2 separate regions of the Mus musculus genome follow, and region 1 is linked to region 2. Evidence: chromatin contacts called from public Micro-C data. All regions are on one chromosome and are shown on one strand. Each heading gives the region's core, a stretch centred on a gene start, on an enhancer-like site or on the middle of the called end of the contact. The rest is flanking DNA. Distances are from core to core; before and after follow the strand shown. Region 1 overlaps Tnfsf8 (tumor necrosis factor (ligand) superfamily, member 8). Region 2 overlaps Whrn (whirlin).

Region 1 (6,410 bases), core at 1,759-4,258, 370 kb before region 2:
ACCAAGCACAGCTGCCTGAGCACAGAACTGGAAGAAGATGGGGCGGGTAGATAGACCAGGGTAGAGATGCTGGGCACCTTTGGGACAAGAGGGTACAAAAGAACTGACACAGCTCCTTATAGCAGCAACACATTTGAAGTTTCTTCCCTTCAGGACAATCTACTGAAGACTTAGAATGTATGGGCAAGGAGCCCTGGGTAGACAGGCAGCCTTCTGAACCTTTTAAGATTGATGAATAAGCTCAATATTGGCCAAAAACACTTAGGGCCGAGTATGTGGTCTTAATTCCCTCACTTTGTGTAGATAACCAGATATGCAGTCAAAGAGAGAGGTAAAGTTAGAAGGGCACAGACACTGCCTACAAAGATTTAGATAGTAAATATTCTAGGCTTTGCGTGCCTTGGCTGAATCAGTCATGCAGTTACCATGATTGAGACAGCCTGAAAACACCCAAGTCTGTGAGCGTGACTACTATCCCCTGGGCCTCACTTACAGAATAAACAATGGTTGGGCTTGGCCCATAGACTGGAAGAGCAGACTCCTGCGGTACAGGGAGTGTAGGCTTTGGAGGTGGACATCCTCGCTAACTTGTTGCATATGTTCCTGTGGAGCTTTGCAAGGAGCGGCATGCAGTGATTAAACTTAATTCCTCCACCTCTCCTTCCATTGTCCTGCCACCACCCCGACTTAGATTTTTCTAGGAAAAATTGGAAGTTTTCATTTGGCAAGGGGCAGTAGCCACCTCCCATAGATATAATGTCTGTGGTAAAGATAGCCTTGATTCAGTGTCAGGACCCCAGCCACACTCACTAGCTGTTCTTTCTTGGTTGTAGAGTGCTCCAAACATTGGTCACCAAGTATAAAGCTCTTAACTAGTGGGTTACACTGACTAGTTACAGTGCTAGTTAACTAGCACTGACCAGAGCCTAGGATGCAGGGCTCTGCACACATGCTAAGCACAGGATATCCTTAGATCACATGAAATAAAAGAAAACAAAGAACAAAGTTGTCTTCTTGACAGCTGCTACGTTACACTTAAGATGAAAACACTCTTTCTGGGAAAGCATATCCCACTGTGCTCTGGTGTTAGACTGCCCCTCCCATCACAGGAAGAAAGTGACACAGATGCTAGGTTGGCTTTGTCATGTATTCTGTTTTCATGATCATAAGAGGCAGAATAAAGCAAACTTTCCATGTTACTCCCCGGTTTTTCATTTGAGGGAACAACTTTTGTTCATGAAATCCCAAGTTTGGGAAACTGTGGGTTTGACCACTTCCCAGCTCCCTCCTCACCTGTCCCTTGACTAGGAATATCCGAACAAGAACTAACACCAACACCAACACCAAAATAACCTCTGTCTTTAATTCAGGGGTTCGACAACTAGATTCTATTCGTCAATGCTGATAATACGCCTCACTAGGAATGTTAAATTTGCCTTAAAGACTTTTCCCTACTTCCTTTGGGTTGGTCTGAGGATCAGCCTTGAGAGTTATCAGTACGGGGTGGAGGGATGGGTGTATTCCCATTGACATTCCGTTTGCAGGTAAGTTTCTGAGATCCGGGAAGTCAGGGGGACTTGTTAAAGGCTATACAGAAGACAAAAGAGTCCTGCAAATATGAGACTCCAAGGTTTCCTCTGTTGCCCCTACTTCAGCCAGCACCCTGCTGTGCATGGCCCCTAACTCCCACTTTTAATGTACATGCATACTTACCTTGACTCCACAAATTGGGGGCCCTATAATAGGATGAGGGAGAAAAATAACATCTGAGGCCAAAACCTGGTTCCCACACCAGCAGGAACTGGTGTCTCTTTAGGAAAACTTTTCTCCCCTCTGAACATCACTGGACTAAATATACTAAATTAATTCAAGTTGGAGCTAGAAAGAATGCTTCTTTTACAAGCCTGTAGGCAGGTAAATGCTTGCTATGCAGCATGAAAGCCTGAGTCACATCCCCATCACCCACATAAAAAGCAGGAGCAGTTGTATATACCAATAATACAAGCATTGAGAACACAGAAACAGGAAGGTCTCTGAGTCTCACTGGCCAGGCAGCCTACCCAAACTGGAAGGCTCTGGGATCAGTAAGAAACCTTGTCTTAAGAAATAAGACAGTAGGGCCGGGCGGTGGTGGTACACGCCTTTAATCCCAGCACTTGGGAGGCAGAGGCAGGCGGATTTCTGAGTTCGAGGCCAGCCTGGTCTACAAAGTGAGTTCCAGGACAGCCAGGGCGATACAGAGAAACCCTGCCTCAAAAAAACAAAAAAACAAACAAACAAAAAAAAAAACCCCAAAAAAAAAAACAAGAAAGAAAGAAAGAAAGAAAGAAGGGAGGGAGGGAGGGAGGGAGGGAGGGAGGGAGGGAGGGAGGGAGGGAGGGAGGGAGAAGGAAAGAAAGAAAGAAAGAAAGAAGAAAGAAAGAAAGAAAGAAAGAAAGAAAGAAAGAAAGAAAGAAAGAAAGAAAGAAAGAAAGAAAGAAAGGAAGGAAGGAAGGAAGGAAGGAAGAAAGAAAGGAAGAAAGACAGCAAGCAATTGAGGAAGACATACTGTGTTGACCTCTAACCTCACATGTATGCACACATGAATATGTATGTGCACACACACTAGCAGAGCTCTTTGACACTTCCTGAGACTAGAATTCTCTTGTCCTATATAGAAAGAGAGAAAGAAATAGCCTGACAGTTGTCTGAAGAAAATCTGAAGCCACAATCTCTTTCACCAACAAACTAATCTTAAGCCAACACAAGAAACAAATTGCCCTTTTGGGAAAGGAAAAGAAGCAGGCAGGGAAAAAGAGAACACTGTTGCAAGACATCCCAGGCAGGGCAGACCTACTTTCCAGAAGTTCCTGGGAGGAAGTCCCAGGGATGGCATGAGGTTTGTCACAAGGACAGAAGCTGCAAGGATTGCAGCTACCATGACAGCTGTTGTAACCAGGAAACCAGCACTGACCAGAGCCTAGGATGCAGGGCTCTGCACACATGCTAAGCACAGGATATCCTTAGCTACAGGGAAACCACAGAAAACCACACCCGTGTTAGTAATGAGCCCTAACACAAACTTGTCATTCCTGGCCAGAATAGGACCCAGTCAATGGCTGACTTGCACTCGGCCCACTGTGCTTGAGGCTTGTTAGCCATTCAGTTGAATTCATGGACAAACTGGAAGGCTGGGAGGCAAGCCTGTCCTGTATGCTTCGTGCTGGGTTTTATTCTCTCCTCTAGCAGACAGAGGTAACATGCCTCCTGCAGAGAACCACCATGAACATGAAATCAAGCCAAAAATACACCTTCATGTTCCCACTTGGCTGGACCTCAGAGCATCCATCTGGTCCACTTTGCTCTTCCATCTTCCATGAAACAGTCTGCCTCCTCCACATACAGCTTAAAACCAAGGCTCCTGCATCCTCTTGTCATTTCTTGTTTTAATGTTTTGCTTCCAGTGAGTTTTGACTCTCTAGTGTTGCTCACTACTGGGCTCATTCGTCCAAATCTCAGATTATAGGGCTCTTTACCTGGATTTCCCAGGAGTTTCAACTACTGCCCTGGGTCTGCTTTTCCCCCTCCAGACCCCACCAGGCACCGTTCCTCACAAGGCTGGACTGGTAGGAATGAAGCTTAGCCAAGGCAGGTAGGTTAGACAGGATCTTGTACTGAATGAGATCAGGAGAAACAGCCTTCTCCAGAGACAGTTTTCAGTGAAACAGCTCTCTTTATTAGGGAAGAACAAGAACTATCTAACCCTTGGGGCATGGGTAGGGGCTTGCAGGGTGAGTGTTCATCTTTGGCTGGGGCACAAGTGCTGGGGAATGTTTCATTTGCATAAAGAGGAATCCCAGGTGCTTGTAGGACATATCCTTATAAGGGTGAGATGAAGTTTAACCTATAATCTGGCCAGCAGGCTATGTGACAACCTCAATGGTGGTGGAGGTGGGGGGTCATAAGGCTTACATTGCCTGGCCGTGCAAGCCCAGAGCAAGGAGGAAGCAGTCCTACTCCTGCCTGACTCAAGACAAGATTTTCAGGGTTTGGACACAATTCATCCTCACTCTTGCTCTGAACCAGCTCCCCTGGTCACACAGCTTTCCAGCCCCATGCCCAACAAAACCTCAAATCTTTGTATACCAATATCTGCAGAAGGATGTAAGATGTGCAGAAATGCTGTCAGGACAAAATGGTACAGTACTGTGCCTCCCAGCAGGTGGTGGAGGCGTCTGGGGTTCTCTTTTGTAAAGCTGAAGATATTTCAGCCACTAGGAACTTCTCAAAGGCTAGCATACTCTGTCACCAAGTTCTGGGATGGACAGAGAGGGCCACTGGTGCTTTGGGACAGGCTTGAGAGGGTCATGTGACCTGGAGTGATTCCATATCCTGTCATTAGAAAAAGTTGTTGGTTTGGGTTTTTTGTTTCTGTTTTTGGTTTTGGTTTTGGTTTTTGGTTTTGTTTTTTTGTTTTGCTTTTTTTTTAACTTGTTTATTTTGCTTTGGTTTTTTTCTTGCAAATGCTTATGTGGCCCATGGTACCCAGAGGTCCTTAATGTCCTGAGGATGTTCATACCGTCCAAAGCTAAAAGGGAAAAATGGGCATCAAAAGAGGTGAAATGAGGCAGGCTATATGATAAAGAAATACTGAGTGTGAGAAAACCGTACAGCCAGGGAGACTAATTTCTCCCCAGTATTTTACTGACCCAAATGGTCTATGACCATTTGTCATATAGAAGCCACACTGAAGGCACAAGGAATGACAGTCTTCCTTGTCCTCACACTCCCTTCCCCTCAGAAGAATAAACACTGGCTGGCAGAGTCTTACTCTGTCAGTGGAATGGGGCTGGATCCAGAATATCCACGTCTGCAGTTGTTACTCCTGGGTTCCATTTTTCTTCGTCCCCTTTGCAGCATCATACGATGCTTTCCCATGGGGATAAATTGCTTTTCAGCCGGTCACATACTTCACTTGCCACAAGGAACCTATTTGTTCCTCCAGTCAATCTTAACACACTCAATAAAACCTGCTCTTAAACCCACTTTCTTTTGCTCAAGGCAGAGATAAGAGGAATTAGGAATCTCTCTGTGGAAAATACCCAGGAAGTGAGCCATTCTGAATGATGTGGAATGGAGTCCTGCATAGGCTATCTAGCATTCTAAAGCCACAACTCCTAATTTTCATACATACCCAAAAAAGAATGAGGAGGCAGGAGACAACATGAGGTATAGGGGAGAGGAGAGAACACAAAGAAGGTAAAAAGGTTTCCATTTGATGCTAGAATTGCCAGATATAATTCCCAGTCTCCAGCTCCAGAGGATATGCCAACTTGCCTATCATCCTGCACTTTAAGAGGATGGAAGAAGGAGGGAAATAAAGGGAGAGGAGGGGGGAGGAGGGAAGAAGGGTAGATAGTACTAGACCTCAAACTGGTTCCTTTTTATACTCTGTTCAAGCCCCAGAGACATCTGTGTGCCAGGCAGGTAACCCAGGCCCCAGACCAGAGAAGGGGAGCCACTATTTGGTATTATTTGTGTGGTATGCAATAGGCTCAGTGTTGTCCATTATTCCATTTAATCCTCTTGCAAGCGGTTAAGGTGGATGCGCTCACTTTGAGGAAGAAGGAGCAACTCGGAAAGTCTCACATACTCGGGGTAATCCGTACAAGCAGTAGGGAACCAGGGTGGGATTTGGACTCACACGGGTCTCATATCCTGAGAGCGCTTCTGTGCTTCCGCACTGCAAATGAGCGGTGGCACAGGAAAGGCCATTTAGAATGTTAGAAGAGTCTTACAATGTTTCTTAAACAGCCCCACCACCAACTGTCAGGCCCATCAGTCTTTAACATGCATTACCTGCAATGAAGTGCCCTAGAGTCAGATGTGTTTACCTTACTACCACAACAGGTCAGCACTTCCAGCTCCCAAAAGCCTTCACAGTATTGATGTGGATCCTAACTTCATTTTAACCCATTTCTGTTCATTGTTTTCTCTGTGTTCAACAATAAGCATGCTGTCTATTAGGGATTTTTTTTTTCAAGGACCGTTGTGAATCCAGAGTCTCCCTTTTACATATGACTTCTCTTGAGATTCCTGTCTATATCATAAATATTCTTGGCCTGGTAGCATCAAGGAAATGGTTAGATTTGAAGGAATGTCTGTGAAGTGACCCTTTGCACAATGCCCGCCAGGTTAAGAGTTCCCATTGATCCCAAATTCGGCTGGGAATGAAGATTCCTCTAGATGTCGCTGTTGGGACTTTCCCTGGGTATTCATTCTCCAGGGAAGAAGAAACTAAAACGTTTCTTCTGTTTCTTCAAAGATTAAGATATTTCCAAGAGGTCTTCACCCTCCCCTCCCCCACAAAATCAGAGAGTCTCAAACAATTGTGTAGAGAACTGAGAAAACCTACTCTCACAGGCGATACA
Region 2 (6,259 bases), core at 1,835-4,334:
CTGCACATTGATCCCAGGCCATAAAACACTCCATTGCAAACCCATCGAGACTCAGCTTGGGCAATTGTATTTATGATTGCTGGAGCATTGTGTGTGGGGGCGGGGAGGGGGGAGGGAGAGGGAGAGAGAGAGAGAGAATAAGTAGACAAAAATTAAAAGAACATTTGAAAAGCAATTTATTTCCATTATAAGGCACTAAAAGGCTGCCCCGTGAGCAGTTAAAGGCTCACATTGAAAGCAATCGATGTCTTTCTGGAAGCATCTCTGCCTTCATTTTGGGAGTTGTGGTCACTGTTACCCATGGCTCCCTTGCATTTTCTTACAGATTCCTCCCAAGGTCAGGGAGTCACCTCCCCCAACACTTTCTTTTTTCTGGCTGAAGGCTTTTAATTACTTTTGAACAGCAAGCTGCAACCGACTAAGTTATTAGGGTGATGACGGTGAAGAGCGGGGCCTTCTAGATGTCTAATCTGTCTCCTGGGATCTACGTTCCCAGGACAGAAGTGAAGGTCTCTTCTTTCACAAAGCACAGACGTGTGCTAAGGATCCCAGGCCATAAGACACTCCATTGGGAACCCATCGATGCTCTCCAAAAGAGCGGGCAAGGTGAAAGACTCAACGGAAGGAGGAAGGGAACAAACCCAGCGAGGCTCTCCTGAAAGACGAAGCTCTTTTCTGCTTTGTTAGGATACACTATATATAGCAGTGGGTTTCGTTCCTCACGACCATAGTAGTATATATTTGCCTGTCATTCCCTTCTCATTCCCCCTGACCTCTGCCCAGTTAGCACTCCTTCTTCCATGGTCTCTGTGTCTGTGTGACTCGGTGGGTTCCAGAGAGTTGATAACAGGAGCTTGGTTGATGGGTTATTACAAGACCATGGGCAACTTTCCAGTGGCGACCTCTATGAAGATGCACGCTCCCTCCCTCAGCAACTGTTACCTGCACTTCCCCAAGGAGGGATGGGGCTCCAGGAGCCCCTTGAAAGGCAAATTTCGTAACATTAAAGAAACTCCCTCTTGTTCATCACCTTCTGGCCTTCTTCCTGGGGCCGCCACACTTCCCATTTCCTGTGCCTGGGGTCGTGTTTTCTTGAAGTTCTCCTTCCTGCATATGACATGGTCTTCCAGGATGTTTACTCTGAGCAGCGTTCAGGGATGGGTCCTGGAGGACGCCCACAGATTCCCGGAGGGGAAGGGGTTCTCTCCATGTTTGAAACAGCTCAAGCATACAGCTCTGGAGCAGACCACACTGCCTGTGGTCCCCAAGGTGGCATGCAGATGTTGGTGATGCTGTCATGAAGCTGTGGGTGACTGATTGTATATTCTTACCAGACCACAGAACAAGTCTGCCGTCATCCCAAGACAATACAGAAATAACAGTGCGTGACTTCTGTGTAAGGGGATGTATATAACTCAGTGTGTATTCTTAGACCAAGTCCGGGAGAGGAGGGAGACATCAGAGTTATGGTGGGAAACATTCTGCCTCTGACTGCACAGAAGTTTTCAGTCTTAGACCTGTGCAGGGATTTCAGGGTCTCGAGTTCATTCTCCATCATCTTGTCAGGGAGTACCAACCACAGTGGTGAGACTTAACATCCTCTCCACACTCAACCTGATTAATTTACTTATTTTTTTATATATGTTTTAATAATATTCCTACATAGGCTTAAAAAAAGTGATAAGTGATGTAAACTTTAAAAGTGCATCCTTGAAAAGGCAGAGGGAGCTGGGCAAGGTGGTGCACACCTTTGATTCTAGCGCTCAGGAAGCAGAAGCAGGTGGAGTTTTGGGAGTTCAAGGCATCCTGATAGACAGAGTAGCCAGGGCTATACAGACAGATCCTGTCCTTTTACAAAACAGGCAGGGGTTCAAAGATTTTATTAGACTGTAATGATTAGCGAGAGAGCCAGGGAATGCTGGTGGGGAAAAGTGTTTGCTACCCAGCTCTGAGGACCTGAGCTTAATCCCCAGAACAGGATAAAAGGGGGCAGTACAGTAGTAGTTGTAGTCCCAGAACTCCTTTGGCAAGATGGGGGTGGAGACAGGAGAATTCCCCAGAAGCTAGCCTGGTATGTGAGGCTGAGAATGGCGAATGGCGGCAGGGGAGCTTTTATTTATTTGTTTGTTTTTAAAAGGTTTACTTTCACGTGTAGGGGTGCTTTGAGTGAGTACTTGTGTCTACATGCCTCATGTGCTTGCTTGCTGCCCACGGAAGGTCAGAGGTGAGCCTTGTCTGTATGTGTACCACGTGCACGCAATGCCCAAAAAAGGGGCTCAGGACCACCTTGCGCTGGTATTATAAGCAATCGTAAGTCATTGTGTGGGTGCTGGGAACCAAACTAGGGGGCTCTGCAAGAACAGCAAGTGCTTATAAGCCCTGAACCATCATTTCCCAAGTCTCAAAAGAGAGCCCTTAAACAAGGTTGTCCTTTAATTTTCAAACGCACAAGGTGGCACCTGGGTACCAGCACTCTCATGAATACAATTATACACACTTAAGTCACACACACACACACACACACACACACACACACACAAATAAAACAAAAGTGTGTGTATGTTTGTGTGTTTCACCTTTACATTGAATTCTGAGATTTCTAGAATCAAAACAAAAAGCGAGATCTGTAGCTGAGTTTCTACAGTCCAAGGAGCGCTGAAGGCAGGAAGACCATGATTTAGATTCCAGCCTGGGATATTTAGCACAAGTTAGAAAAGAAAAGTGAAATGTGAAATGAATTTTGTTTTACTAGAAAAGCCATGGTACTCAAGATGTAGCATCCCCGCTGGTGGCCAGCCCTGACAGGAAGGCTTTCTTGCCTGCTTTACTGCCCTGTTCACTTTATGTGGAACTCCTTGCTCACCGCCTCCCGTGTCTACCCCTGGGTGCGCGGGAGATCAAGCCAGAGGAATGTTGTGCCTCCTGGTCTGTTAGGAGACCATAGATGAAATGATCGCCTGTAGTGAGAATGTAGTGAGGTGAACTTGCCGGGCCAGGAGCCCCACGTGCAGAGAGGCCCGAAGTGGAAAAGAAGCACCCGACACCGAGAGAAAGCTCAGGTGGCCTGCAGGAGCTGCAGCTGCCAGGGGGCAGGGCTGGCGCCGCCTGACAGCGGAAAAGGAAGCTTGCATGGCTGCTCAGAGGCCACAGGGAAGGGAGGCAGGCCCTTTTCATTCTAAAAGGATCTGGCCACTCTGCAGTGCTGGTCTGGGGGGCCTGAAAGGAGGCTGGAGGTCCATGCAGTTAGAGGTCCTTAACACAGAAGGAAACCGTGCACGTTAGAGTTTCATTTCTCATGTCATTGAAATATGTTGCTGGGGGCAGAGTCCACACTGCCAGTTCTGCTTGCTCTCGAAGCAGGCTGAATGGGAGGCCTTTTCAGGCCATGAGGACAGACAGCTGGGGCCTTGCAGCCTACAAATCCCATGTCTCCCTTTGAAAACTTTCCTTTATTTGGGACAAAGTATAGAGTTGGCTTGTGCTGGCCTTGCGGTACGTGAACCCCCAGCGAGGGTGTGGGGCTGTGTTTGGAGACCCCTAGATTCATATCCAGGCCCTGCCTCTGACTCTCTTTGTGACCTTGAGTAACACACACCTTTTCTCTTTTGTGCACCGGGAAGACTGTGGCTGTCATTGTGATTTTGCTATTGCTGCCCCCTGCAGGTGGCCAAAGGAATCACAACAGGCAGAGAGCATGTTCCTCGGGCTATCTTCCCAGAGTCTGGTTATACAAAAAATGAAGATGCCCAATCTAGGAAAATAGATGCATATGTACTCAAGGCTGTAACTAAAAGAATGTTAGTCACACATACCTCCACTGGGAAGAAGCTAAAGCCTAAACGTCCAGTGTTCAAGGAGTAAGAACTCCGTGCTGGCTGAGTATTCTCAGTGTGGAAACCTACGAGCTTACTGCCACTGGACTGGTCATGAGATAGCCCCCTAAATGATTTTCTTCTAAAACAAAGTGGAGCTTTGGCATGATTGTGCATACCTATAGTGGTAGCCCCTGACAGGTAGAGGCAAGAGGATCAGAACTTTGAGGCCAACCTTGAGTTAAAAGAGACCCTGTCCAAAAACACCAATAGCAATAAGGAATGAATGAGTGAGTGAATGAATGAACGAACATAAAATTTCCATTATGAGTTCATTTATGAACAAGAAGATGGTTTTGTTATTGTTGTTCTTTTGTTAACATGCCTCTAGTCCCGCACGGTGGCCTTTCCAGGTTACTCCTTTGTCCTCTACTGGGAATTGTGTCCTTCTGGCCTATGATGTTGGGCATCAGAGTTCTCTCCAAAGAGCAGAGCGAGGTGATTTGCCTCCTGAGAGCACCATGTGTAGAAACATGCACGCATAATTCATATTTCAATTATCATGGTGTGGGTCTGGTGGTGGAGAGCATCTGCCCCAGGCCATCTGCCAGGTCAGATGGGGACTGCTCTGATTTGCACTGGAAGAACCCAGGAAAGCCCCTGGGTCCAGTTTTTCAGTTGTGGGTGGTGACATTAGTGGCAGCCCTGGCCTGCAGTGGCCTTCTCTACCTGCAAGGGAGTGGAGTGATGATCTCCAGCTTGTACCACGGAAACAGATGGGCCGAGTAGCATGTCAAGTCACTCGATGCAGAGGGCCGATAGGCAGTTGATTGAGGCAGACTGGCTGATCCCAGGGTTACTGATGTAGGGAGGAATATTGATGACGGAGGTCAGCAACACACACAGGCGATGCCTGGTACTTTTATGGAAGTGTTTGTGCTTTTGACCATGCAAATGTGGCTGTGGAGCAAGGACACCGTTCCATTGGAAAGGTCCCTGGCCTGCAGGTGTCTTTGTTAAACCCAAATTGGTTTCTACCTCTTGACATGCCTGTAATGCTTCCTCTGTATGCCTCGGTTTTGGTTTTTCTGAACCCCTTTTTCCTCTGCCAGAGTCCCAAGTTTACACCAGGTTGGAGGATACGGGTCAGGGACATGGTAAGAATAGCAGTCAGCAATTCTGAGTGTTCACCCCCCAGAATCTAGGAAGCTGAAGACAGTTTCCCAGGCCCTGTCCACAACCCTGCCTGGTGTCTATCCCCACATGTCCCCAAGGCCCTGACCACTCTGCTCTCCTGGATGACTACTCTAATGGCCCTGAATCAGACAGATTTAGAATTTCCATTTGGGTAGTATCTTACCAGTCACAAAATCTAACCTGTTTATTGCCAGGTGGCAAAATCGAGGGCTCCGGAATGGTCTGAGGGATGTGACTGGCAGCCCCACAGCCTTGTAATGAGGAAGCTGAAGTTTCCAGGGACTGGGACTTACTCAGGTCTAGCCCCGTGTCCCGAGCAGTGTCTTGTACACTCACCCCTCTGTCCCTTCCCCTAGATTTTTAGGCAGCCCTTCTATACAACACAGGAGCAGGCATCATGGGGACTCAGGCCCTCCAGGCTACTCCTCAGCAAGGGCAGGAAGAGACCTTATTTCCCCTAGAAATACCACGTGTGGCAGAGACAAGCCTGACACGTGACTCTGTCTCACCAGCCTGAGGTGTTTGGTTTTCCCTGACACCTGGGACCACAGGCTACCAGGTGCGCTCTGCTAATTGAGGTGCAGTGACTGCCCTGGCATTCCTGTGAGTGGGACCTTCCTGTCCTCAGATGGCCAAGAGCACAGGAGTCAAGGTTAGCAGTCTTGAGTCAGTGTGGAAGGCCAGAGTGGCTGTCCCCAGCCGTTCTTCAGAATGGCACCCTCTGAGATGAGTCAGGGTGGAGGCCAGTCATTAACCAACTTTGTAGAGCCTTCCCACCGGACATGCACTTTCAGTTGATTGAAGATGGGGTAGAGGGGCAGGCATGTGGGCCAAGGCGGTGTTTAAAGCGTGCCTGGACACTGAAAGTTCTGGCTCAGGAATCTTGTTTCTCTGTTTGTGCAGAAAAATACAGCAACCGCAGAGGATGCTGGTGTTCTTGCCCTCCACGACCCACTGAAAGCCACATTTATCCTCAACTAAGCTTCGAGGGCTCCAGAATGGTCTGAGGGATGTGACTGGCAGCCCCACAGCCTTGTAATGAGGAAGCTGAAGTTTCCAGGGACTGGGACTTGCTCAGGTCTAGCCCCGTGTCCCGAGCAGTGTCTTGTACACTCACCCCTCTGTCCCTTCCCCTAGATTTTTAGGCAGCCCTTCTATACAACACAGGAGCAGGCATCATGGGGACTCTGGCCCTCCAGGCTACTCCTCAGCAGCACCAACAATGGCGCTCTCATCAAAGGCATTGACCT

What was found. A called contact is a pair of places that touch in the nucleus more often than the background predicts.
Region 1: a contact with region 2 is called in a Micro-C map of palatal mesenchyme, with 3 times the contacts expected there. The contact joins two enhancer-like sites. A contact is called at or near these places in 10 of 39 promoter capture datasets (the 3T3-L1 cell line, the C10 cell line, HPC-7-derived erythroid cells and 6 more), 2 of 15 datasets of contacts at CTCF or cohesin (the NIH/3T3 cell line and large pre-B cells), 12 of 484 Hi-C or Micro-C datasets (B cells, the BV-2 cell line, CD4 T cells and 8 more), 9 of 115 datasets of contacts at active chromatin or transcription factors (astrocytes, craniofacial prominence, embryonic forebrain and 6 more) and 3 of 9 other capture datasets (adipose tissue, liver and pancreatic islet).

The regions. Positions count from the first base shown.
Region 1 is chr4:63,843,934-63,850,343 of GRCm38.p6, reverse strand. All of the region lies in intron 2 of Tnfsf8 (tumor necrosis factor (ligand) superfamily, member 8), which reads left to right. Among named protein-coding and RNA genes, the nearest start is that of Tnfsf8, 14 kb to the left of the region's middle. Within about 2 kb of position 3,008, at least 46 of the 459 cell types and tissues checked have an H3K27ac peak or open chromatin away from gene starts, as enhancers often do. A contact at or near this core is called in CD8 T cells and Th1 cells, where this site is marked.
Region 2 is chr4:63,477,651-63,483,909 of GRCm38.p6, reverse strand. All of the region lies in intron 1 of Whrn (whirlin), which reads left to right. Among named protein-coding and RNA genes, the nearest start is that of Whrn, 15 kb to the left of the region's middle. Within about 2 kb of position 3,084, at least 43 of the 459 cell types and tissues checked have an H3K27ac peak or open chromatin away from gene starts, as enhancers often do. A contact at or near this core is called in CD8 T cells and Th1 cells, where this site is marked.